2 separate regions of the Capsicum annuum genome follow, and region 1 is linked to region 2. Evidence: chromatin contacts called from public Hi-C data. All regions are on one chromosome and are shown on one strand. Each heading gives the region's core, a stretch centred on a gene start, on an enhancer-like site or on the middle of the called end of the contact. The rest is flanking DNA. Distances are from core to core; before and after follow the strand shown.

What was found. A called contact is a pair of places that touch in the nucleus more often than the background predicts.
Region 1: a Hi-C map of placenta shows a contact between it and region 2, with 3 times the contacts expected there. The contact joins two enhancer-like sites. A contact is called at or near these places in 2 of 5 Hi-C or Micro-C datasets (leaf and placenta).

Annotation. Positions count from the first base shown.
Region 1 is chr4:132,618,014-132,621,171 of UCD10Xv1.1, forward strand. No RefSeq gene overlaps it. Among protein-coding and RNA genes, the nearest start is that of LOC107869683, 46 kb to the right of the region's middle. Within about 2 kb of position 1,603, at least 3 of the 5 cell types and tissues checked have an H3K27ac peak or open chromatin away from gene starts, as enhancers often do.
Region 2 is chr4:132,465,392-132,468,237 of UCD10Xv1.1, forward strand. No RefSeq gene overlaps it. Among protein-coding and RNA genes, the nearest start is that of LOC124897986, 160 kb to the left of the region's middle. Within about 2 kb of position 1,305, at least 3 of the 5 cell types and tissues checked have an H3K27ac peak or open chromatin away from gene starts, as enhancers often do.

The sequences.
Region 1 (3,158 bases), core at 353-2,852, 150 kb after region 2:
ATTAAACATATCAATTGAACTTGGTGCTATTATAGCGATAAATTTCAATAGGGGGGGTCACTTTTTCTTATTTGCAGTAGCCCGTAGGAAATTTATTAGTAAATTTTAAAAATTAACTTAAATAAATTAAATCTCAAATTCTATATTGGAAGAAGAGTGTAAAGAGACAAAGTAAAAATATTTGTACTTACAATCCATTTAAAACTTAAGTAACAAAATGAAAATTTTTATTAAAAAGGGAATAACTTAGACAACTAAGAATTATAATACATATAATTTTATTTATACCGAGAATATTGTCGTGTAAATCATACTTATTCTCTAACGTTATTTTTATCTGCATAAAATATTTTAATGATTCAATTTTCACGTAAAATGACTGTGCATCGCGCGGGAGCATATATATATATATATATATATATAATATTAGTATTTTTTTAAACCAAATATTCACGCTTTTTTTTTTCATTTAAAAAAAACGTCACGTCAGCACTAGGGTTGAAATTAATTCACTTTAAAGATGTAAGGGAATAAATAAATAAAAGTTTAGTTTAAGTGCTAAAATAAGTTGCGCGGACAAGTTCACGAGTTTTTTTGATGCTTTCTCTCTAATTTTTACATCATCAAACTTTCTTCACATAGCTTAATCTGAGATAGAAAAGTTGTTTTAATAAATTTTAATCTGATAATTATTATTGAATTTAAGATATATATTTTAATAAACACAATTTTTTCAAAAAATACATTGTATGCATAGATAATTTTCACATCATCAAACTATCTTCACACAGCTTATTACATGTAATCTATCTTATATTATATTGGTATAGTTTTTAATGTACCGTTTGACTAGCCTGTGATTTGCGAGGCACACAGACTACAAGATCAAAGTACTAGGATCAACTCAAATGGCTGTTAATTATCATAGCTAAAAATGTAATTCACTGGAAATTCTCGCTTTAGTTTTTTTTTTGGTTTCTCATCCGATGTTTGGTGTCCGTATTGGATCCCCGACTAATTCAGATCACGCGTTGTAGGATCCATTAAGGTGACAGCGCTCTCAATAAAGTTTTCTCCATACCCAGGGTTAAACCCTCAACCTCTGGTTAAGGGTGGAGTAACCCCATGTCCCCATCCACTGCACCACAAACCATGTTGGTAATTCTCGCTTTAGTTGGTTGTGCATGTAATTGGGTTTTCTTTTTTACTTTTCGTTTTGTTCCATTTGAAGATTAAAATACAGAGAAAGGGTAAAATATCGACGTGAAGTTTCTTTGATGGTAAAAAAAAATATTCCAGCTGCCAAAACCTATTTTTCTTACCAAATTAAAAAAAGAAAAGAAAAAGATGTATGACAAATCCTAGATTTGGAACTATTTTAATTGTCTAAACACCGATTTATTATTTATATTTATGACGTTGGAATCAGATTATTCACACCTAAATTAATTTTACAAGATACTTGCTAGTTGTCAGAGGCGGATTACTCTTATATTTAAACGAGAATCACCGAATTTGGTCCTCCTCACAGCCTCATAAGTCTAATGATATTGTTATTGTGTATTGCCTTTTTTGTCTTGGTCTTTGCAAATTATAGGAAAGGTTTTCATTTTTGTTTTATTGATATTGCTTCTTAGTTCTCCCTCCCACCCTTACCCCCACCCTCCACGCTCACCCTCTTTGATTTTTGTTGTTGTTGTTAAATAAGAAATGATTAGTAATATTACTGTAATATATTTTAATATTTGAAATAGTATAATTTTTTAAGACTTTTTTCACTTTAGTGCATTTCATATTATACAGTGTTTTAAGACTTCTTTTTCTTCACTTTGTTGCGGTTCATATTATCTAATGTTTTTAGTTTTGATATATTCTATTCGTTTTAAAATAGTTAGCATGCAATATAAATTTTGCAGAATTTTAAAAAAAAAAATAATAAAGAATGTAAATTGATTAATATGACTTTATTATCTATTTTAAAATAGTTGGATGTAGTATAAATTTTGCACAACTTTTAAGAAAAAATTAATAAGGGATGTAAATTGACTAATGTGACTATTATCTACTCTTCGATTTTACTTGTCACATTTTTAGTTGAGACACTTATTAAGAAAATGAAAAATGGCCTAAAATATCTTTCAATTATATAAAATGGTACAAAAACGCACTTTGTCTACCTATTGAGCCTAAAATACCCTTTTCACCTATCTATTAGGCCTAAAATACCCTTCTCATCTACCTATTGGACCTATTTTGCCCTTTTATTTAAGTAAATTATATGAAATAGTCATCCTTAAAATTTAATTACATAAATAATAGTATGTTTTTAATATTACAAAAATAATTATTTTTTTTTTACATATATAGCCATTTAAAAAAAATTAGAAAAGATAATTATAATTCTCAATTTTACACTATAACTAATTTTCAATTCACCTTAATTGAAAAGATATATTTTCAATCTTCAAATTAAAAGTGGAAAAGATAATCCGTGCTTTCAAATCTTTCTCTCTCTTATATTCAAAATTCAAATATTTTTAAATAAATTAAGTATTTCATTATTTGCTCGTGTATGTTTCGTTTTGTTTTCATGTATGTTATCATCGAATATTATTTCATTATCGTGTATTTTAAATTTAATGTAATGGGTTAATCATAATTTTTTATGTATAAATATTTATGGAATAAAGTCATTATGTTGGAAGTACAGATGTACCATGTATTTTTGTTGTATAAATAAAATTTATGTCAAAATTAGATTATTATTATTATATTTTTGATATAATTTATAGGATAAATATTCATGGTATATCTCATTATGTCGGAAGTACTTTTCTTGTTAAAAAAATATTTATTAAATATAAATATACATTTTCAGTATTACATGATATACATTTTTTATATCTAAAATATACCATGTATGTTTATAGTATAAATATAATTTATATGATATAAATATAATTTGTATGGTATAAATATACCATGTATTTTTATGATATAAATATAATTTATATAATATATAAATATACCATAAATTTTTATGGTATAAATCTATATCTATAATCTATAATCTATATTTATAATATATTAAAAGTATGAAGACCCTTAGAAAAGTGATTTGAATTTTTTACCCTTTATTAAATTCTCCGCAATAGACA
Region 2 (2,846 bases), core at 55-2,554:
TCGGCGTAACATAGTGACGCAAGACTACAATATCAATGTGTGACTCTCTTAGGTTATTGTTAATCAAAGTCGACACGCTTATGAACTATATGATTTTTATAACTTGTCAATGTCTACCACGTCTAAAGTGATTTAAGTTTTTATTATTTTTATTAAAATATTGTCATATTATATTAAAAATTATTTAACTATGCAAACTTTTAATTTTAAAAATCGTAAATATTTTTTATTCTTTTCTTTATGTATTTTTCTTATCATGTATATATAATTTAAGTGTAAGATTAATATAGGGTAATTTTTTTTGCCAACTAAGAAATTTTTTATGCAAAAAGTAAGTGACGGAGAAAAGAAAATTTTTATGCAAAATTTTTAAATGTTATGTTGACTTTTTTCTGCTCTACTTCTAAAAATAGATAGAAAATATTTGAAATGAAAAAAAAATCATTTGAATTACCATGAGAAAAATTATAGCATAATTAAAATTATACAACTGAATTCATAAAAAAATAATTAACTTTTTGTGTTGGAAATTTTGATAATTGCTTATTTTATGTAATACTAAACTACGAATCAGATTTCAACAAAAATAAAAAACTAAAAGTTATTCAAAATATTGATAGGTTTTAAGATATATATCTATATCTCCTATTTATCTATATAAACTAAAGAGATTTAAAATTTAAAATTAAAGATTAAAAAAATAAGAATTATTTATATGATAAAACGTATAATTATAATACTACTTTGGTCACACTGATTTTTGATATATGAGAATATAATTAATTAATTTTATATTATTATTTTTATCCTAGACTATTCTTTTCAAGCAATAAGTACTATGCAATCATATTTATGAAAATTATGTTAAATTGTCCATTCTCATGTATTGGGATAGTTTCCAATGTATTGGGAAAGAGTAATAAAACAAGTAATGAAAGAATTTTAAATTTAAGATGAAAGGGGCAAAAATGTTCAAAAGAAAGCTAATTTACTGTGTGAATAAAATTTATTATTATTATGGCCAAATTTTGTGGCCAAATGAATTTTCCCTTTTCTTTTTGGTAGGAAAAGTCAATTTTTCATTTCTTTTTTCCCGAAAACAATAATTGATTGTGAATCAATAATAGAGGAAGGAAAAGGTTGCTAAAGAGGCTGGAGTGGGATTCATGTGAAAGATAAACTTTTATACTTGAAACTTTACAAAGATTGAAGTGGTTTCCAGGCAATATATACATTAGATTCCAAGACAGTCTTCTCCTTTTTAAATTTAACACTTCTATCTTCTATGTATAATAACTAACTCACCTGTTCAACTCCCGTGGACCAATCTTTTTAAATAAAGAGAAATTGCCTTTCTTTTCCTTCCCTCATTGAGAACTTCTTAATTTGAAAAAAGACCAACACAGAGAATCTTGGAGGGATATGATAAATCATTTCAGCATATACTATTTACAATGTTTGACTGAACGTAGGGGCGTCAAATGAACGAATAGATTGAATTTGAATGAGTTAAAAGAAAATTTGACATTTCATAACAATCATACTCAACGAATAAATTGAATTTGAACGAGTTAAAAGAAAATTTGACATTTCATAACAATCATACTCAACGAATAAATTGAATTTGAATGAGTTAAAAAAAAATTTGACATTTCATAACAATCATACTCAGTAAACAACATAAAATAGCACAAACTTTTTATTATTAGCACAAGATAGCCCATAGACGTTACCAACAAATCACGAGCGCTGTCCACTAAAATAACAAGAAACTAGCTTGAAATTAAGCGAGTGAATGAGATCCCAAAAATATTTTCCGCAATATGTAAAGAAATGCTTAGAAGACACGTGTAAGCCAATTCCCATCATCGTAATCATAATTCACTCTATTCCATCAAGTTCGAACCTAACCAAAGGATCGTTCCTTCTTCCTTCTCTTTCACATTGTTCATGGGCTCCCTCCCACCCCACCTCCATTCCTTTATTGATGCTTGGTTCGAATTTTTACATCTGGTGCAATTGTAATTTATTCATTTGGGTAATAATCCGTTTAAATATAAATTTTGGAGATTCTTGGAGAATGATTTGAAGTAGGTTGGAGCTGATATTCAGATAAAAACTTGAGGTTCGAAACGACATCATCTACCATGCATATACCTTATATATTCCTTGTGTATTCATGTATATCTTCCACATATATCAATGTATTTCTTGTATATCAGTATATTGGTGTATATATATGAATAAATTTGTGTGATATAACCGAATATACACTACATTTTCGTTATGAGTTTTTCCATGTCGAATTTAGCTATATTTTAAGTCCAAAGATGTACAAATCACCCAATATATCCTTAGGAGTTTTTTTATGCCACATTGTCTAGGTTTGCTATGAATTCCAACCATATTGACTCAACAAAATACTAACAATAATCGTCTAATGGAGAAAAATTTATGGAGATGCATGGAATGTAAAGATGTACATGTGGCATACATTAGAGTGATTAAGGATATATAAAATGGAGTCAAGACATAAGAGAGGAAACTCTGAACACTTTCAAGTCAATATAAGGTTGCATCAGGGATAAACTCATAGTCCACCTTATATGCATTGGTGAAAGATGAATAAACAAGGCATATTTAATAGAAGGTTTCATGGTGTATGTTATTTGCATATGATATCATATTAATTGACGACACATGGTGAAGTTAACGGTAGGCTGAAAGTTTGGAGATTGATCTTTGATTTTAGATCTTTCAGGTTAAGCAGGACTAAGATAAAGTACATAGAATGCAAGTTATGTGATGCAATGCATGAGACAGATATGAAAGTGAATATTGATTCA